4 separate regions of the Mus musculus genome follow, and all the other regions are linked to region 1. Evidence: chromatin contacts called from public ChIA-PET, HiChIP or PLAC-seq and Micro-C data. All regions are on one chromosome and are shown on one strand. Each heading gives the region's core, a stretch centred on a gene start, on an enhancer-like site or on the middle of the called end of the contact. The rest is flanking DNA. Distances are from core to core; before and after follow the strand shown. Region 1 holds the start of Slc41a2 (solute carrier family 41, member 2). Region 2 overlaps Txnrd1 (thioredoxin reductase 1). Region 3 holds the start of 1500009L16Rik (RIKEN cDNA 1500009L16 gene). Region 4 holds the start of Appl2 (adaptor protein, phosphotyrosine interaction, PH domain and leucine zipper containing 2).

Evidence for each region. A called contact is a pair of places that touch in the nucleus more often than the background predicts. ChIA-PET counts read pairs in DNA pulled down with a chosen protein or histone mark. HiChIP or PLAC-seq counts read pairs in DNA pulled down with a chosen protein or histone mark.
Region 2: a contact with region 1 is called in an RNA polymerase II ChIA-PET map of memory CD8 T cells, with 6 read pairs. The contact joins the enhancer-like site here to the promoter of Slc41a2 in region 1. A contact is called at or near these places in 1 of 39 promoter capture datasets (pre-B cells), 1 of 484 Hi-C or Micro-C datasets (liver), 5 of 115 datasets of contacts at active chromatin or transcription factors (embryonic basal ganglia, embryonic forebrain, embryonic stem cells and 2 more) and 2 of 9 other capture datasets (adipose tissue and liver).
Region 3: a Micro-C map of embryonic stem cells shows a contact between it and region 1, with 2.8 times the contacts expected there. The contact joins the promoter of 1500009L16Rik here to the promoter of Slc41a2 in region 1. A contact is called at or near these places in 2 of 39 promoter capture datasets (the HPC-7 cell line and embryonic stem cells), 2 of 484 Hi-C or Micro-C datasets (both in embryonic stem cells) and 1 of 115 datasets of contacts at active chromatin or transcription factors (embryonic stem cells).
Region 4: a contact with region 1 is called in an H3K4me3 HiChIP or PLAC-seq map of bone marrow-derived macrophages, with 2.3 times the contacts expected there. The contact joins the promoter of Appl2 here to the promoter of Slc41a2 in region 1. A contact is called at or near these places in 1 of 115 datasets of contacts at active chromatin or transcription factors (bone marrow-derived macrophages) and 2 of 9 other capture datasets (adipose tissue and liver).

The regions. Positions count from the first base shown.
Region 1 is chr10:83,335,537-83,340,673 of GRCm38.p6, reverse strand. It overlaps Slc41a2 (solute carrier family 41, member 2), which reads left to right and starts at 2,857. Exons shown (of 11, transcript NM_177388.3): 1 at 2,857-2,914. It overlaps Gm40722 (predicted gene, 40722), which reads right to left and starts at 1,985. Exons shown (of 2, transcript NR_168611.1): 1 at 1,802-1,985; 2 at 1,040-1,283.
Region 2 is chr10:82,884,730-82,889,866 of GRCm38.p6, reverse strand. It overlaps Txnrd1 (thioredoxin reductase 1), which reads right to left. Exons shown (of 15, transcript NM_001042513.1): 11 at 4,769-4,925; 12 at 4,574-4,681; 13 at 2,599-2,694. Among named protein-coding and RNA genes, the nearest start is that of Eid3, 21 kb to the right of the region's middle. Within about 2 kb of position 2,351, at least 30 of the 459 cell types and tissues checked have an H3K27ac peak or open chromatin away from gene starts, as enhancers often do. A contact at or near this core is called in memory CD8 T cells, where this site is marked.
Region 3 is chr10:83,719,647-83,724,783 of GRCm38.p6, reverse strand. It overlaps 1500009L16Rik (RIKEN cDNA 1500009L16 gene), which reads right to left and starts at 1,919. Exons shown (of 6, transcript NM_001145198.1): 1 at 1,750-1,919. The coding sequence starts at 1,795.
Region 4 is chr10:83,645,986-83,651,122 of GRCm38.p6, reverse strand. It overlaps Appl2 (adaptor protein, phosphotyrosine interaction, PH domain and leucine zipper containing 2), which reads left to right and starts at 2,459. Exons shown (of 21, transcript NM_145220.2): 1 at 2,459-2,595. The coding sequence starts at 2,542.

The sequences.
Region 1 (5,137 bases), core at 1,608-4,107:
CTCTTTTACCCCACAGAAGACATGCCCTTTTGTCCAGTGTCTATCACCCCCAGCCATCATTCCCAGCAATGCTAACTGCCTGCCTCGCTCCAGCTCCGAGCCACTGGCTTCACATTGCCAGCATTTAGGCAACAGATGAAGTGGGACCATGATTCTGGTCGCCTGTGGAGCCCAGGACCTGTTCAGAAGGGGCCACCTCTACACCCAGACTCAGTGAATTATTTGCAGGATGAAAACTTGATTTCCATTCAAGTTCCTAGTTGAAGCGCAACACACTTTAAAAATCCACATCACATCATTGAATGCTGAAGGAAGAGTATATATAAGCAGAAACGTAGCTTCAGTCAACTGAATGGAGGGTACTTGAAACCTCCAGCTTTCTCAGGAAAAATGGCAGGGGCTGGCTTCTGATGGGTGTTTTGTTGTTGTTTGAGACAAGGTTTCTGTCTTGGAACTTATTCAGTAAACCAGGTTGGTCTCAACCTCAGAGATCCATTGCCTCTGCTCCTTAAGAGCTGGGATTAAAGGCATGCCCCAGTCACACCCAGTTCTGGATGGGTGTTTTTGAGTGGGAAGTTGAAGAGACTCCCAGAGCCAGGGAACCAGGAAGACACACTTACCTGTTAAACTTTCTGACACTTTTTGGAGCAGCTAATCACCTTCTATTAAGATGCAGTTCTTTAAGATGGAGTGGCACTATTAGGAGGTGTGGCCTTGTTGGAACAGGTGAGTTACTGTGGGTGGGCTTTGAGGTCTCAGATGTTCAAGCCACACCAGTGCCATCCGGATGTAGAATTCCCAGCTCCTTGTCCAGCACCGAGTCTGCCTGCATGCCACCATGCTTTCCACTGTGGTGATAATGGACTGAACCTCTGAAACAGTCCCAGTTAAATGTTGTCATCGATAAGAGTTGCTGTGGTCATGGTGTCTTTTCACAGCAAGAATACCCTGACTATGATAGTAGTTAAACCAAAAGGAAGACAATCTGGAAATGAATGTAATCGAGGCTTTCCTATGTCAACAGACAAAATTACAACCATTTAGTTTAAGGGTTTTAATTGGCTTTATCTTCTGATTGTAAAACTGGGCCATAGTTCATTTCACAAAACAGAGTGAGCATTCCAATGAGGTCGGTATTGGTTTCTTTCACAGACTCAAAGGGGCCGAAGAAAGTAGAAACAAGAAACCCAGGAGCAGACTGGGAGGCTGAAAGTTCCTTCTCTTTTAAGATAGAGACAGGAGGGGTGGGGTGGGAGCAACAGAGGACTCAGCATCAGGTTTGCCTGTGTAAAAATTAAGGCAGAGGCTGCTTCAACATCATGCAATTCATACAGGTTTCTGGGAAAGTGGGGCAGTTGGTTAATGGTAAGTGACTCCATTTTGGGGGTTTAGCACAGAACCCTAAACCAAAATAACGACTCCCTGTAACTTTAAATTCAACACCCATGTTCTTCATAGAAATGTTTTCATTCCTAAAGGAATTTTAAAATCCTTTAAAGATTTTAAATTACTGTATATCTGTGTGCACGGATTGGGTATGTGCTCATGAATGCTAATTAATGCCCGTGGAAGGCAAAAGAAGGCACTTCGTCCAGCTAAGCTGGTGTTTCCAGGTGTGTGTGTGTGTGTGTGTGTGTGTGTGTGTGTGTAGGTAGGTGCTGGAAACTAAATTTGTGTCCTGTGCAAGAGCAGTACCTGTTTGTAACTGCTAAGCATATCTCCTGTCTTTAACTCCCTCCCACCCCCGCACCCAGCCCACACACACAAAATTTGATCTAGGGCTGGGCACAATAGTACATACCTGTAATTCCAGAACAGGAAGGGTAAGAGTTTGAGAGAAGGTTGGAAAATGATGGTGTGCGCCTTCAATCCCAGCATTGAGAGGCTGAGGCAGACAGCTCTCTGTGAGTTCAAAGGCAGCTTGGGCTACATAACAGGTGTCAGGCCAGTCAGAGCTGCACAGAGAGACTTTGTCCTCTAGGGTTTAAAAAAAAAAAAAAAAAAAAAAAAACAAAAAAAAACAAAAAAACAAACAAACAAACAAACAAAAAAAACCAACCCAAGCCGGGCGTGGTGGCGCACGCCTTTAATCCTAGCACTTGGGAGGCAGAGGCAGGCGGATTTCTGAGTTCTAGGCCAGCCTGGTCTACAAAGTGAGTTCCAGGACAGCCAGACCTACACAGAGAAACCCTGTCTCGAAAAACCAAAAAAAAAAAAAAAAAAAAAAAAAAAAAAAAAAACCCACAAGAAAATGAGGGTGGTTGTTGTTTTGTTTTGTTTTGAGACAAGATCTCACAATGTAACCCTGGTTTTCCTGGAACTTGCTGAGTAGAGAACTGGTCTTGAACTCACTGAGAACTACCTGGCTCTGAGATTAAAGACAGGTGCCATCATGTCCAGTCAGATGGAAGTGTCTCTGTGTGTGTGTCCCTGTCCCCACCTGAAAAGGTGCTAAATTACCCCCATCTGAATTTGGTGAAAACTTTGGTCTAAGGTAATAGAATAATAGCCTCAGAATCAAAACGAGCAGTTTCCCCCCAAGAGTCAGTGCTCTGGGGCTCACATCTTTGCAGGGTGGGATGGTGGAGTCCCACTAGCTGAACCGCACATAGTAGGTGCTTAACAAACAGTCATGGAAGCAGCCCCCGATTTTCCTTGGCAAATTCTGGCTCAAGTCTACCTTGGCTCCCAAAACTCGAGCGTGGGCAAACTGCAAAGCTCGGCTGAGCAGCGCAGTGCACTTGGCTCTGACCCTGCCAGGCGCTCGGAGGGCGTGACGCGCTGCCCGCACGTCTCCTCCCCGTCCTTTGGCCTCCCAGAAGAGCGCAACGAACGACTCCCACGTCCTCGGCTTCATTCCGCTCAGCAAGGAACGCGAGCTGGACCCCCGACGAGGCCCGGGGCTGACGGAGCGGTGAGAGGAGGATGCGCGGGCTGGGATGCGGTTGGGAGGATGCGCAGGACAGCCTAAGCTAACCAGCCAGGAGTCGTAGCTGGCAGGAGGGCGAGCGGTCAAGTGGGCAGGCGAACAAGCCGGCGGGCGGGCGGCTGCCGGGGCGCGGCCGCGGATCCGGGTAGCCTCCGGGCGGCCACATCAGCGGCTCTCCGCGGGCCCAGCCGGCTGCGCGCGTGCGCGGGGCGGGGCGGGGTGCGCGCGAGTGGCCGCGGGCATCGGGCGACTGTCAGTGGCAGCGAGGAGGCGAGGCGGGCCCGCGGGGCTGGGCCGGGCTCACCGACTCCCAGAGCGTCGCCGCGCTCGGGCTCGGCGCAGGCTGCCGCGGCGGGAGCGGAGACAGAGGCACGGCTAGGTGTGGGAGGGCGGTGGTGCGGCCGGATGCTGGAGCCTCGCCCGGCGGGACCCGAGGCCGCCCCGTTCTGTCCAGCCCTGCCCGCCGCTGCCCGGCTCCGGTGGCCGTGACTGGGGGCGCGCGCCGAGGGATGGAGGAAGGTGAGCTCGGATGCAGATGCTGCGAGGCGGGTTGCGCTCACCCCTGGAGCCTGCTTCGGGGCTCAGCAGCGTTGCCACCCAGTTCTTGGCTTTATGGATGCACACTATACCTCAATTTTAAGAAGCCTCGGTGTCCATTTATGGCGAGAGCTGGCATGTTTGTGTGTTACCTATATATTATGTTCTTAGGTATAGTGCCCCGGTGTCATCTTTTTGTAAATGGACGCTTGATTGACCGATGAGTCATGTAGCATACGTGCTACTTATCTCTCCCAAAGGTGGCTTTACGTGTATTCATCTAGTTTTGTAACTGTCACTACTATCTCTCTCTCTCTCTCTCTATATATATATATATATATATACATATATATATATATATGTATGTATGTATGTATGTATATATATATATATATATATATATATATCTCCAAACGAAACCCTATACCTTTTAGTTGCTTGCCACCCATTCCCCCCACTGCCCCAACTAATTTTTCTGTGCCTATGCATTTGCTCTTTGGAGACACTAATGAAATCATACAGTATTTGTGGTTTCCCACCTCCTCCGTTTAAAGACAAGATTTTGACTCTTCCCTTATAGTTGAGGCTAATCAGAATTCGTGGTCCTCCTGCCTCAATTTCTCAAGTGGTGATCTCACACAGGATTGTACCACACCCAACCAACGTGTCTGTGGCTTTTTGTCTGGCTTCCTTCACGTAGCCAGACTGTTTTCAAAGCTCATTCATGGTGTAATTAGTGTGGGTCGGCTCTCTACTTTCTTGGAGCTGAATGACTGATAATGCGGTGTGTGCCCATTCACCAGTTAATGAAATGGCATTCATTGCTTTTCACCTTTTAGCCATCGGATATGATGCTGCTAGAACTTCTGTGGATGTGTGTTTTAAATGCCCCAAACCTTAGGTGTGGAATTGCTTGGTACTTAACATTTTTGAGAAACTTTCAGACTTTAATCAAAGTTGTTGCTACGTTTTATACTCCACCAGTTTATGCGGGCTGCGTTTTCCTTAAACCGCCAACGACCGACACGTTATTTTTTACTGTTTTTTTTTTAAGCTATCCTAGTGTTTTTCCTGGTTTTAATTTGCATCTCAGACAAGAGATTAAAACGCCTTTTGTATGCTTATTGGCCATATGTGTATCTGTTTTGGAGAGATTTCTGTTTAGACCCTCCACTCCTATTTTTGCTGTCATATTTGATTTTTTTGTTATTGTTGCTGAGATGTCTTATTCATTATAGGAAAAATTCTAGATTCTTGACTGCCACTGGCAAAGTAGCATAAAAATATGATTAAGAGGCATTTGACTCTTTCAGAACGCTTCACCTTTTACCTGGTCATTCCTGGGCATTTTATTGTGATTTTCTTTCTTTGGCTTTCTTGAGAAAAGCCACAGGAGGTATGGTCCTGGGTGTCCTGCTGGGACTTTAGGCTATTTTTGTATATTATATGTTTGAAAAGTTTCACTTATTAGCTACAAGTAATTTATGTTGGATGTTAAACAAATCACTCAAACAAAATCTCATGTACTTCCCAGTAAAGTAAAAAGTACTTTTCTCCTTTCGGTCTGTGTAGTTTCTATTGCAGTTATGATATTTGTGGATGCTAGACATTATATTTGCTTTTTTAGCTCTCTCTCTCTCTCTCTCTCTCTCTCTCTCTCTCTCTGTGTGT
Region 2 (5,137 bases), core at 1,102-3,601, 450 kb after region 1:
TTGGACTGTTGCACGGTTCAGTGGGTGTGCACGGAGCTGACAGACTAGACCAGTCACTCTGCTTGGAACACATGAAGCAACGCAGGCCCATTGGCTGCAGGCCAACGTTCAGTGGCTTCATGAGAAACAGTCCAAGGACAAATAAAAACCATTAAAGAAAAAGTCGTGTGAAACTGGAACCTCTGGGGCTGGAGAGATGGCCCAGTGGATAAGAGCCCTGGCTGCTCTTCCAGAGGCCTAGGTTCAATTCCCAGCAGCCACATGGCAACTCTCAACTTGCTGTAGGTTCAGTGCCAGAGAATCCAACACTTTTACACAGACATACTTGCAGGCAAAACGTCAATGCACATGAAATAAAAGGAAGTAAGAAAATATTAAAAAAAAAATAGTTGTGTGTAAATATTTAGAAACGGTCGAAGACACCTTTGCTTTCGGTCTTGTTACATAATCTACATCAGACGACCTGGAGTTTGGGGTGTGAATAAGGCACCTATGTGCTAAACACCTAAAACCATTGAAAATATACTCGGTTTGCATATCATAATGTAGGAGAAATCTAATCAGTTTTATTTGTGCAGTGCCAGGGAGTGAATCCAGGGCTGTCAGCACACTAAACAAACCCTCTATCGTTGAGCTACATCCCGTCCTCTGAAAAAGTGACATTAAAAGTAAAAGGTGCCCACCTCCATTTACCAAGGATGACTCCTTTAATTAAGTCACAAAGCATTGTGTAATGTTTATGTATAAGTGGATACACAGCAAGTAGAAACCATGGACAGTTGAGAGAGACACCAACTTCCGAAAAGGTAAAAAAGAATAAAAACATAAGACAGTAGAAAGACAATAGAGGCAGGAAGTGACTGTCACTGGCATGGCTGTGACACGGGCCGGGATCTAATAGCTCTACTAGACTGGACTCAGTTTCCTCAGTCACAGAATGGGCAGAACAAGCAGATAGCAATTATCAGTGGTCACAGAGGCGCCCCCTCAGCACAGATTAAACGAGATTCTCAACAGTGCGGGAGCAAGTGTTCCAGACCAGAGCTGCTGTGAACCGTATCTGCACTGCTGATCTCTTACAGGCTGGTGTTCACTGACCCGAGCAGGGAGCAGGAAGTACTTCCATGTGTGTGAGTGTGATTTACACGTAGACCACTGAGCTCTGTTTAAAACCAAGGACACTCGGTCACTGTGAAGTCAGATGATACTTGGCTACATCATGCTTTAATAAAGCTATGTCCAAAGAGATAGAGAGAGTGATACGCCATTGATCCTTATGTCAGTGCACAGTTCACGAGGGGTTACCCTGATCGATTCATTCACCGAACATCTGCCTCAGTGATAACTTTACACCTAAGGCAGTGTCCTGAAACCTTCTGGGTTCTAAAAAAAATCTTTCTCATCTAAAACAATTTTTAAACAAAGTATGTCATTACAGACAAACCCTGAGATTGTTTTAATAATCTAACCAAGTTCTTTGTGTGTTTGATGTAAGGCTTTGGCTTTATTCATATTTTCCCTGAAGGGATTTTTAAGGTCAATATGCTGAATACATTGAAAAAATTCAGTTTCTGGTACAATATTGAATGAGAATATGGGGCTGGAGAGATGGCTCAGAGGTTAAGAGTACTGACTGCTTCCAAAGGTCCTGAGTTCAAATCCTAGCAACCACATGGTGGCTCACAACCACCCAAATGAAATCTGACGCCCTCTTCTGGTGCATCTTTGGGCTGGAGCAAGCAGGGACTGAGCAAGCGGGCAGACCAGAGCGAACAGAGGTCCTAAATTCAATTCCCAACAGCCACGTGAAGGCTCACAACCATCTGTACAGCTACAGTGCACTCATATACATTAAATAAATAAATAAATAAATAAATAAATAAATAAATAAATAAATAAATCTTGAAAGAAAGAAAGAGAGAGAGAGAAGGAGGGAGGGAGGGAGGGAGGGAAGGAGGGAGGGAGGGAGGGAGGGAGGGAAGGAAGGAAGAAAGAAAGAGAGAGAGAGAGAGAGAGAGAGAGAGAGAGAGAGAGAGCGAAAGAAAGAAAGAAAGAAGAAAGAGTATGTGTGTATGGACACGTGTTCTGGAATATAATATAAAATGTATTTCTTACTGTGTGGCAACAGTCAAGTAAGTTTGAAAACTGCTAAGGTAGTCCATCTCTCTCACTATGGGTCTGGAATACCTGGGAGGCAGGAGTTTGCCCTCGGGCTTGGTCACTAGTGTAGCAGTGGGTACATCTCAATCTGGAGCCCAGCCAAGTCTGAGCTCTTCCCACCAGCGCAGAGGATCAAAGCAGAGCATCCGGGGTTGGGTTTGCTTGTGGTTTTTTAAAAGGTAGCTGAGGACTTCATGACTCTCCACTCATCAACACAGAGAAGCTTCAAGTGTCCCCTGACTTCCTTTACCTACGTGTGTTCTGCCTGCCTGCAGCGGGGCCCCGGACCAGGAAAGATGAACAGGCAAGGCAGCAGGCAGGAGAGCCCAGACCCTTGCCTAAGATGCTGCCCCTGGTGCTGTGGACACCAATGGCTGGAATCCTAACATTCATGGTCAAAAGCTACACATCTCCACAAAGACCCGTCGCCGCACTTACATCGTCTTTAAGGTTGCAGATTATTTTTGCATAACATTTGTTGTTATCCCGGGATGGGACTGTCCATTCCAATGGCCAAAAGAAACTATGGTAAACCTGGAAGACACAAGCACAGGTCAGACTTGTTTCCTTATGTGGGATGTTGCCCAGCAGTAGGTGTGGAGGTACTTCAATAATTAGCGCTGCTGATAAAGTTCACAGAATAAACTGACTTCATCAAAAGACAAATAACTTGGAACTTTGTTGTCAAGACCCCTTTGACTAATCTTAGTTCAACATGATTAGTAAACCTTAAGTAATATAACAAAATGACCAAGAAAATCAAGAAAGAAGCCACAAAATTACTGTCTTACATAAGACAACAAGCGGGCGGTGGTGGTGCACGCCTTTAACTCCAGCACTTGGGATTAAAGCGGAAGCAGGTGGATCTGAGTTTGAGGCCAGCCTGGTCTACACAGGGAGTTCTAAGATAGCCAGAGCGACAGAATAGACATATTAATGTTTCAGAACAAGAAAAAGAAAAGAAACAAAAAATACAAAGTGACCTCCTGGTTAGTGTAGGTCAGTGTTTCTCACCCTGTGGGTTGCCTTTGGGGGCTGACTCTTAGATGTCCTCTATATCAGACAGTTACATTATGATTTCTAACAGTAGCAAAATTACAGTTATGAAGTAAAACTGAAATAATTTTATGGGGGTGGGGGAGTCACGACAACATGACGAACTGAACTGAAGGGTCATAGCTTTAGGAAGGCTGAGAGTCACTGGCTCAGAGGAATGAGAGCTGTACATAGCAGGGGCAGCTCTAACAACCAGCTAGCTGGTGCTTCTTCCTGCTTCCAGAAAGTTCCTCCAGGAACCTTACCAGACAGCACAGGAGGAGGGAGAGAGGTGCAGGGGAGCCAGAAGACAGGGGCTCTGTTTGATGTGTCTTGGGCATGACAAGCAAGACTATTTCCTCCTCTGGGGACCCACATCAGTGCTCTGATACAAAAGTCTAACGCATGTAAAATTACTTAGGGAAAGACCAAGGAAAGCCTTCCAAATGGCTACACTACAGACAGCATCTGTGAGTAGTTGATTCCTGCTTCTTTAATTGGGTTTTTCAAAATGTCTCACTTTTGTAAGGAAAGTAGCAAAGCAAAGTAAGAAAATTCAGTCTTTCTGTATGAACACGACTTGCTTACTAATAACCTTAAGATAAAAATACTTACCAAAAAAACTTGGAGAGGTAACATTTGTGCAGGTCTGTTTGTCCCACAAGGATATCAAAGAAGACTACTATTATATGTATAACATAATATAGGGCACTATTACCACTCTCTGCCTTATTCCCCTGAACCTGGAGCACACCACTCTTTGGTGACACTAGCAGCCAGCAAAGGGCCAGCACTCTCCCTGTGCGTACTCCCTGCCCGTCTCTCCCACGGATACACCCAGACCCCACGTTCTATGTGAGTGCTGGGGGGATCTGAGCTCAAGTCCTCCTACCTGCACTGAAGCGCTCTTACATCATCCAGCTGCTAAATACTTCTGATAGACAATCTAGCCTCAGTGATTACAGAAGTGGACAGTGGATTATAGCCATAACCACAGACCAGAGACAATGCTCAGCAGTTAAAAAGACCTAGGTTCAGTTCCCAGCTTCTCTTTAGCTCGTTAGCAACTTCTGCCTATTTGTGGACGGCTGAAGCCATCTTGGTGAGCACCTGCTAGCTCACAACCATCTCTGTGCCTCTTGTCCCGAGGGATCTATCTGATGCCTTCTGGCCTTCACGGCACCTCTAAGTGTGCATGTGGTGCAGAGATATACGCAGGCAAAGCACCCATATACATAAAATAAGAATAAATAAACTTATAAATCCAAAAAACCAGCAGGCATGCTCATTCACCTGTTTACAACTGTACTTTTCTGCACACCGGAAACCATCTTGACTCTTTGAAAAAAGCAATGTGAAAAAGAGGCAAAGAACTTACTTCAATATTTTCTTCCCCAAATTTCTCTACGGCTTTTTCTTCAGAGAGGCCACAACAGCCATATTCCAAAGGAGTAAATACAGTCGTTGGGACATTGTCATAGTCACACTGTGTCAAATGGAGAAAAAATAATTAAGAGAGGCAAAAAATGACAATAGAAACCATTGTCTCAGCGGGCGACAACGCAATTCTCACTTTGACATTGGAGCCTCCATACAGCCTCTGAGCCAGCAATCTCCCCGCCTGGATGGCTACGGGAGTCAGCTCTAGCTTCCCCTCCAGGATGTCACCGATGGCGTAGATGTAAGGCACATTGGTCTGCTCTTCATCCGTGACGGGTATCTTTCCGGTTCTGTAACCATCAATTGCTGCTATTAGTGAAGTAAAACTACATTATCTTCCTCCCCAGGAGAACAACGCTCCGATTACTGACAAAACAGCGCACAGGACTCAAAATGCTTAGCAAGAATCCTGGCCACTACTTTAAAAATCAAATATGAAACATATTTGACAAACAGGAGAAAAACTCCTTTCATATAGTGGTTAAGACTGTCAGTCCTAACT
Region 3 (5,137 bases), core at 670-3,169, 390 kb before region 1:
CATTCATAGGAATAAAAATAGATTCTTAAAGAATGTAAATGCGCCAAACTTTCTTCATTTCTAAATCTTTTCTGGGTCCTCCTTTCAGTTTTTGTTTTTGTTTTTTAACATTCTCAACTCTTTTTTTTTTCTTTCAGCCAAGCACGCGTGCGATAGGTTACACTGAGCCTCAGAACGGACATTTGACGCTTTGACACTTTTCCTGATTTCCTTGTTGCAATGAAACGGGGCCACACCCCAGCTTAAATCCCGCCCCTGCTCTCATTTGCATAGGATACTAACTAAGCTGAGTCACTGCTATAGGAATCTAAAAGATTTGCTTCCCAGTGGCTGTCTGCAGATACCAAAGACAGACCTAAATTCAAAACAACGAAGGTCACCTGGAATGGATATACTTTCCCTGGGCCTAGACTCCCAGATGTTTTAGTTAGATCCCTTGAGACACACTTAATCCAAAAGTATCACATTGACTGTGCCCCACACCCCAAAAAAAAGATAGACCAAATCTGGCCAATATTTGAATAGATTTCCACAATGGTTCCCATCCTGTAAATGTTTAAACAAGTTCAGCCAGGCTTGGTACTGCAGGCCTTTTGTCCTAGGTCATAAAGAGACGGATCTAGGAGAGTAGCAAGTTTAAGGCCAGCCAGAGCAGCACAGTGAGATCAGGGCATGCCTGGACAACTTAGTGAGACCCTATCTCAAAGTAAAGAACGATACCAGGAATACAGCCCGATGGTCAAAGGTCTGCGCAGCACGTGCAATGATCAGACCCTGAGTTCAAACCTGAGTGCTTCAATCAATCACAAAAATAACTGCCAAGCCTTAAGGACTTGGCTATGGGAGGTGACATCCCTAAGGTTTCAAAACTCAATAGCTGGACACCCACATCCGCTCCGCAAACACTGCAGTATTTGACTACCGTTTGCGCTTGCTGGTTAGAGTGGGCTGTGATACCTGACTGGACTCAGCTAGAGAAGGTAGGGAACCCTATCCAAAAAGACGCTAAAATACGTCAGCAGAGAACACCACCCCAAACAAATCCCAACATCAGCTAGTTTTATCAGAGGGTCTGAATCTTACAGTAAGTTACTTGATACAAAGCCTGGCTTAGCCAGGAAAATCTAGAAGCCCTGCCCTGCCAATCAACGAAATGAAGTCGTGCACAGACAAGTTTGGATGTATTTTTAAGTGAAAATTTATCAAAAAGAGAGGCCAGTCCAGAGCTCCATCAAGCTAATCTGTGCGTCTAGGTACCGCAGCTCCTCTATGAAAATCTTAGCGGGCAGCAGGGTGGGTCTTAAGTACGCAGACCCAAACGGATGCGTTTTTAGAGCCCTGCAGGCTGCTGTCCCCAACCCACTGGCACTCGGCCCCACCCCCAAAAAAGTCCCGATTTGCTCAGCAACACTTTCCCAGGCGCAGGGACTGGGAGCCAAGGGGTCCGGGTGAGGCCTGGATGCAAGCCAATAGAAAGGGGATGTGAGGGACCAGAAACACGTCTGGGAAATTCTGCTCCCCAGAAGGATGCAGAGACAGGCTGCAGGACCCAGGCGACTGTCCTCCCCGCTGAATCCGGGCGTGACCGCCCCCGCACAGGGGCACCGGCTTCCTCTCGGTCTTTCCAGAAGCAGGCGAGCTCCAGGCTCGAAATTGAGGATGGGCCGAAGGAACTGCGCCCCCACCCCCACCCCCGCCGCCGCCGCCGCCCCCTCTCCCGAGGGACCTACGCCCCGCAGCTCTGCTTACCTCGGCCCGCGGCCGCGCTGGTGGCCGTGGAGTTCCCGCAACCCATCGCGCCACCCGCAGGGAAGCCGCGCTCTGGACCTCAGGTCCCAGTGGAGGAGACCCAGAAGGAGGCGGCGCGCGGGACTAGGGACAGCCCTAGCCCCGCCCCGCGCGGGGACCCCCACGAACCCACCCGTCACCGCGGCAACCACGGCACCGACCAATGCGCAGCCTTCTGCGCGTTCCTGGGCCAAGCATTGGTGGCGGTTGAAAGTGGGCGGGAGTTTAAAGTAGGGTTTGGGGGTCATGGCAGAAGGCGTGGTCCGCAGCAGGTCTCACCCGCTCGCTCTCCCTCTTGTTCACCTTCGCTCTCTTTCTTCGTGGCCCCTCCCTGTCCCCAGGATGTGGAGAGGAGAGGAAGTGACAGGGAACACCTGCTCTGAGTATCCTGGGTGTACGTCTGATAAGGCTAAGGTCGACAGACTAATTGATATTCAGATCTGAAGAGGAAACCAAAACCTCTCCTGCTTTCGAAGAAAGCTGAGACAGCTCCATCCTTCCTCACTTAGAAAAACCAGCTCTGCCCCAGGTCGGTCAGACCTGGTGCTCCTCCTTACAATCAATGTCTCCCAGATCTGTAACTAGAGTTGTATACCCTGCTTTCTGATCTAAGGCAGATCTATGAATCTCCGTGGTCCCTAACTGCTGGGACCACAACTCCTGCTCTGCCCTCTGACAGCTGTGGGACTTTAGGAGCCACACTGAGAGGTTGTAAACTGCTCAGCACCTGTGCCTCAGCTAACACCATCTGCTATAATAGGTCTTGAGCTTTTGAGCAGTAATACAAATTCCTTAAAGACGAGGACCCTCCGTTCCCTAGTGTCCTCCTGGCTCACAATGCAGAATCAATAAAACTCATTGAGAGGTAAGCTCAAGCCAGGAAGTAGAGCTCCGGTTTAAACTCGCTATTTATAGAGAAGCCCTGACTGTGCCAAGTTCTTTACTAAGCTCTGGGGTTGCAAACATGTGGGAGACTGTGTCCCCAGACAGACAAATTATAAACAAATTAGCTACATCAAAACAGGGACACAAATGGAGTTATACAGGGTGGAACGGCTTAAGAAATGGGCTTAACTCTATAGGTATGTTGAGGGGTCATATAAAAGAGTGGTTCTCAGCCTTCTTAATGCTACATATGACCCTTTAATGCAGTCCCTCATACTGTGGTGACCCTCAGCGATAAATTTACTTCATTGTTACTCCACAACTGTAATATATATATATATATATATATATATATATAGAGAGAGAGAGAGAGAGAGAGAGAGAGAGAGAGAGAGAGTTTTGTGACAAAATACTTGACAAGATGTAAATTAGGAAAGGAAGGGTTTATTCTGGCTGATGATTGGAGGGAAGTTCCATCCATTGTGGTGGGGAAGGGAGGGCGTTAAAAGCACATGAAGCTGTTATAGGGCTGGAGAGCAACAGTCTTTCTCAGCCAGGGGGGTCTGAGCCAGAGTCCTAAGGTAGTGGACACTTAACTATCGCCATGATTGACCAGAGGCAGTGACTCCAAGCTCATTGTCCTATGCCAATAAAGATTAAAGTTGCAGATGCTTGTAAGAGTGAGGTGGGAAACTTTATTAAGAGGTTTACAGGGAAAAACATTAAAGGATAATGAGTCAGGCTCCTAAGACATAAAAGTTCGGTAAAAAGAGAAAGTAACTCTTTTGGTGTTACCTCCTGCCCTGTGAGTATCCTAAATGTTGTCAGTTATTCAAAGCTCTGTCTGTCCTCACAGCTACCAAAAGGCAGCTACAATGTTACAGCTGCCTCTTAACTAACTGATGGGGGGGGGTTATCTTGTGGGAGCAGCTCACCGATGCTGGGCTTGGACCTCATGGTTTGTCTGAGTTGTATCAAATCCTTGAGTGACTTGTACCCAGCTGTAAGGGTCTTTGTCTTGGTCGTCCTTGGTGAGTCTAGCTTTGGTGTTTAAACCTAGCATTCTAGTTGCACTTAACATCCATTTACACTGTAACATACGTGAGTAGCTTGGAGTTTGCATCGGGAGCCGTTTTCCCTTTGGCTACTGTGAACTAAATTCCTGCCTCAGGTGGCTGGTCTCACTGGATCCAAGAGCAGACAGGAAACTGCTGGGTCGTATGATAACCTCAGGGCCCACACCCAGTGACCCACTCCTTCCAACAAGTCTCTACTCATGAAGTACCACAGCCTTCCAAGTGAACACTCCCACCTAGAGACTGATCCACAGTATACTGGTTTCCACCTTGGCCTCTGCTGTCTTGGTTCAGAGGCCATCCCTAAACAAATCCTATATTGAAAGGCTATACCAAACAGCCAAAAAAAAAAAAATACTGTTCTCTGTATCTGTATCAATGATGGATGGATGGATCGGTGGGTGGGTGGGTGGGTAGATAGATAGATAGATAGATAGATAGATAGATAGATAGATAGATAATTTGTTTTTTTTTTTTTTGAGTCAGGGTCTCTCTCTGTAATCACCCTGGCTGTCTTGGAATTCACTGACCAGGCTCACTCCAACCCACAGAGATCTGCCTGCCTCTGCCTCCTGAGTGCTGGGACTAAGTGCATGTGCCACCACCCCTTGCACTGTTCTTTAATTCTGTTACCTGACCCTGCGAGTCACTCCTGAGACACCCGTAAGAATAGTGAAAGTACACCATGAGATCCAGAAACTGGCCTGACACTACCAGCTATCTGTGGCAGCTTCGTCCAGTATGGTGGCACCGCACAGCAGTACCACTCAGGCCACTCAGCAGACAGAGACACAAACCAAGACTCCCTTGTAATCTTGTCCAAGCACTGCCATTATGTCACTGCACAAGCAGAGAACATGCCCTGGCCTAGCAATGTGAGAGGTCGCTGCCACCTTACCAGCTGCTGAGAGTCTGCTTCTAGGTCTAGTCTTCCTGACCCAAGCAGGAGATGAATTTAGAAAGAACATCCATGGGATTGTCTTGGCTTCCTGTTAATATCTACCCAGAAAAAGATAAATAATTCTGCTTCCTAAATCCCAATAATAATAATAAGTAGCACAATGACCTACTAGGAGCCTAAATCATGTAAGTTCTCTTACGAATAGCTCATGGCTCTCCATGCAGCTGTGTGTGTGTGTGAGTGTGTGTGTGTGTGTGTGTGTGTGTGTGTGTGTGTGCATGTGACAATGAGCAGTCATAGACCCAACCTACCCGACCACAGATGTGCCCCTTGGCCAGAGGAAACTGACCCTGGTGGATATCGTATACTCCACCTGATAAAGTTATAGCATGTGTAATCTGTCCCTTCATTTAACAATCACTGTTCAGCACCGCCTTCAGGCCAGCCAGCCCTCTACATGCATGAGAAATGGCTGTTAACAAGACAG
Region 4 (5,137 bases), core at 1,210-3,709, 310 kb before region 1:
GATCATAAAAAGGGAAAGAGCTGTAAGAATATGTTCTGGCGGGGTGTAAGGGGAGGAGGTGTCTCAGCGGGGCCCATGCGGAGGCATTCCCCTCCCCTGAGAGGCCAGCCACAGGATGGTATAGTACAGAATAGAGTTTATTCAGGGCATGGGGAGGGGAGTTAAGAGAGTAGTAGAGGCAGAGAAAGGCAGAGAGGAGAGAGCAGAGAAGTGGAGGTGGGCCATGACCATGTGGAGAGAGGGGGGAAGGGAAGGGGAGCAAGGGGGAAAGAGGTAAGAGAGACAAGAGAATAAGAGAGAGAGGAGGGGCCAAGCCACCCCTTTTATAGTGGGCCAAGCCTACCTGGCTGTTGCCAGGTAACTGTGGGGAGGAGCATATACCTGGTTGCTGCCAGGAACTGTGGGGGTGGAGTTTAGACAGAATACCAACATTTGGAGCACTGATTTTTTTTTGGGGGGGGGGCGGTTCTCTGTGTAGCCCTGGCTGTCCTGGAACTCACTCTGTAGACCAGGCTGGCCTCGAACTCAGAAATCCACCAGCCTCTGCCTCCCGAGTGCTGGGATTAAAGGTGTGTGCCACCACAGCCAGCTTGGAGCACATATTTTTGTTACTGAACCGGGTGGTGTCTTAGTTACCTTTACTACTGTGGTGATAAAATGCCCGGCAAAGCAACTCAAGGGAGAACAGGTTTGTTTTGGTTTGCAGTTTTAGGGTATGGTCCATCATGGCAGGAACTTGAAGGGGCTGGTTGTACTGCATCGACAGGCAGGAAGCAGGAAGCGAAGGAATGCTGGTATTCACTCTCATCCTCTTCCATAGTCCAGGACTCAAGCCTAGGGAGTAGTGCCATCCACTTTTGGGGTACATCTTCCCACCTCTAGTAACTTAATTCCTCACAGGTATGTATGCCAGGGGCTAACTTAATCTGAATAATTCTTCACTGGTGACCCTGATCCTACAGATTTCACAACCAACACTAACTGCTCAGGTAGTTCCCATAAGACATAGAATTTGTGCAGTATCATACTCTCCTGGTAATTTTGGTGACACCTCATTGGACAAATAGTACTGATTTTATGTGTCAATCCATTGAAACTCGTGCCTTTAATATACGTCAAATTCCACTTCTGACCTTCTACACAACCTTTTCTTCTTTCTCCAGCCTACGCTGTAGGGTCCTGAGTAAAGTATCTCATTCTCCAGTGTCCCTTCTTCTCACTTTTAAATGACATCACAGAACTACATAATCTATCCTTTCTAACCCCGAAAATTTCATTATGAAATTCTCCATAACGAAAAACCTTAAAAAACCAGGAAGATGAGACCTAATTATATGGCCCCAAATCATTTAGCAGTGATCTGAATATCACGGAAAACACACACACACACACACACACACACACACACACACGCACGCACGCACACACACACACACACACACACACACGTAATGTCTGTGCTCTGAACTGTTTGAGTGTGGGCCTGTCCTGGTATTTAAAAAAAAAAAAAAGAGGCCAGAGGCTGGTAAGATGGTTCAATAGTTAAGGGCACTTATCTCCAAGCCTGAGACCTGAGTTTAATATCCAGAATCCCCATGGTTGGAAGGAGAAAAGTCTTTCACAGTTTGTCTTCTGAACTTCACACACTAAATATAATTTGTCTTGTTGTATTTTTAAATGGTGTGTGCATTTCCTATGGGAGATACGTGCACATGAGTGTGCCCATGCATGTCCCTACGGGAAATAAGGTGCATGCCACAGCCTCCTACCAGGTGCTGAGAAGCAAACTCACATCTTCTGCAATGTCCTTTACACCATCTCTCCTGCTCTACCCAAGCCCATCTTCTAACCCAAATTAAAAAATAAAATAAGAAGACGCCAAGGCTGGGGGTGTGGCTACTTTGGTAGAGGGTTTGCCTAACTTGAAGGAAGCCCTGGGTTTGATCCCCAGCACTGCACAAAACTCCAGTTTGGTAGTCGAAGTCTGTTATCCCATCACGCTCTGAAAGTGGAGGCAAGAGGATCAGAAATTTAGAATCATCCTCAGTTACACAGCGAGTTAGATGACAGCCTGACTCCCTACCCCCGCCCCCCCCCCCACACACCCCAAAAAGAGGCCAGAGAACAACTGCAAAATCTGTTCACTCTTATCTCCTCCCACACAGAGAGAGCAATCTGCAGAACCGCAAGAAGATAAAAGCCTATCGTCCCACCCGGAGATGCGCCATGAGCACGGGGGAGGGCAGCCTCGAGCACCGGGGAGGGCAGCCTCCAGCCGGAACCTCCCGGTGCTGCTGCGCTGGCCGGAGGGGCCCGAAGCCCCGGGATCGGACGGAAGCGTGGTCGCCACACTTCCGGTGTCCTGTCCCGGACTGTCTACATGTCCGGCGCCTGCCACACTTCCTGTTGATCCCGGCAGCGGGGGGCCGGGCTGAGGGGCGGGCCGCGGAGAGTGGGCAGGCGCGGGCTCCGAGCTAAGTCTCAAGTCCCCGAGCGCCGAGTGTCCCCTCCTCGCATCCCGCGCTCCCTCGCCGCCGCGCCATGCCCGCCGTGGACAAGCTCCTGCTGGAGGAGGCGCTGCAGGACAGCCCCCAGGTACCCCCGGGAAGGCTGGGAGGGAGCCGCGGTGCCCCACCGGCGCTCGGGGAGGTCGGGCAGTCGTTGTCCCACAGTAGTAGCTCCCTAGCAGGGTAACAAGGTTTTCAAGCAGTGTCTCGTGCAGAAGAAGGCGACAGCACTATCCACACAGACGCTGCTGGTACTAACGAGTCCACGAGACCTAATGAATGCAGGGGCCGGAATAGGAAGCACAGAAAACCTGGATCCATCGCCAAGTCGACCCAGGGAAGAGAAAATTCCAACATTTGCCCCATTTGTGCCACAGGGTGGTGGTGATGGGGCTTCATTAATATAGTGGAGATGTGAATCAAGCCCTTTGAGCTTGAGATAGTGCATAGTGACAGTAGTTCAGAAGTCACAGGACTTTCCCCAGGGATCTTCTATTCCCTTTCCTGGTATGGCATCCCTAGCTTATTTAAATAAATACCTTCATCCTCTAGTATCTCCGGTCCTGAAAAAACTAGAAAGGCTCAAGCTGTTCTTCACAGTCTCTCCTCTTCTTTCGGGTTTCTTCCTTGGCTCCCAAAGTAACTTGTACCTCCCAGATGGAAGTTTGATGAGTTTACCTACATTTCCCCCATCTCTCCCTTGCAGAATAAATCAAAAGGGCTATCGGTGTGTGCCTGTCTTAGGCTCAGTTCTGAATGATTGTCCCCATGTAGAGGAGCAAGGATATGTAAGCAAGCTGTGATAATTAGTATTCCCATTACTTGGGATTTTGTTTTTTGTTGTGTTTTGTTTTGATACAAGGTCTTACTATGTAGCCATAACTGGACTGAAAACTTGCCCTGTAGACCACGCTAGCCTTGAACTTACATCTTGGGTGCTGGGATTACAGATGTGTTGTTATGCTCAGCCTGTTTTGTTTGTTTGTTTGTTTGTTTTGTTTTTTAACTGATTCAACTTTTTAAACAGACTGGCATGTATTGTGCTAATTCTTCGCAGGCTTCCTTATACAGCTCTGGATGTCAGGTGTTTGCTTTGGACCCCAGCCTTTGTTGGAAAGCATTTCAGCCTTCCTCCCCTGTCGTTAGGATCTGAACATAAGCGTGTGGAAATCATAACCACCGTGGTTGTGAATAGGGCTTTCCATTTGCTTTGTACTTGGTGACACGGAAGGTCAAAGACAGACCGTTTCCCTAACCAGTCGTGATGGTGGCAGAGCCAGGCACACAGACATCGCACAGTCTGGAGTTTTGAGGCCTCTAATGGGTGCGCACCATTTCTGAATGGCATAAATGAGTCTGAGACCTGGGCTGCAGTTCTGCTTCTAATTGTCCGGTGTTCTCATCTGCAGAAACTCCACAGAAAACAAGGAACATGGGGCAGATGGTCTTGAAATCGGCGGAATAGTCTAAAATTATATCTCGTCTGTATGGTTTACAATTTTGAGCTTGTGTGTGTGGGGGGGGGGGCGGAAGATGTTTAGAGTCATTGTTACTCCTACCTGACATTCTTTTTAATTTTAAAAAATATTTTTGTCCACAGTAAAGGTTTATTCTTAGACAGTTGGCGTCCCTGCAAAGTGGTAAAGCCCTTACTTAATTCAGACAATTGTCTTGTTGCCTTTCTCGTAAGGAATATTTTTAAGTACTTTTTATTCTTCAATAATTTCCTATACTTATACAGCGTATTAATATCAGATCACCTCCCCATCTTCTCTTTCCAGACACCCCAAAACATGTTCCCCACCCATTTTCCTGTCCTCTTCCCCCCTCAATAACACACAATCTAATTAGTGCTCTCTTCCTATGCATGGGTGTGGGGCCATCCAGTGGAGCCAGGGCAACCTCCCAACAGCCACACCCCCAAAGCAAACTGGCCATCCCTTCCCAGGAGCCACCAACAGCCTGTAGCTTCTCACTAAGGGTAGGGCTCTGGGGCCTCCATCCCAGGCTGCAATGCTGACTGGCATTACCTCATTTACGTGACCGAATTGCTGTGAGTCCACGAGTGGAAGTCACTGGTCCAGTAACAGTATTTCACAATACTCTGCCTCATTCTCTCATCTCCTCTTCTGTGACATTTCCTGACTCTGATACAGATGTGTGCGGATGTGGGCGTGCGGATGTGGAGGTCAGAGGACAGTTTGTGGAAGTCAATTCTCTTAATTACACCATGCAGGTTCCAGGGATTGATTTCAGGTCCTCAGACCTGGGTGACAAGTGCTTTTACAAGCCACAGAGCCACCTGTAGGAAAGTTGTCATTGCTGTTGAGACGAGTCCTCACCCATCAGTGTGACTGCTTCGGGGCTGGGGTGGGTGGGGTGGTAGAAGATAGCTTTAGGAGCCCCTCAGAGCCCGCAGAGCATGGCGGATACTGTTCTTTACACAGCACATGCTGGGCTGCAACTTTCCTCCCTGGAGATCCAGGGGCGTAGAACTGGATACAATGGAAACCATTTCTAGTATTTTATGTGAAAGAATTAGACACAGAAGCAAAGGTCAAGAATTCAGGATTGTCTAACCTGGGCTATGCTGTCATCTCCAGACTTCACCGGAGAGAACAGCTCAGTCA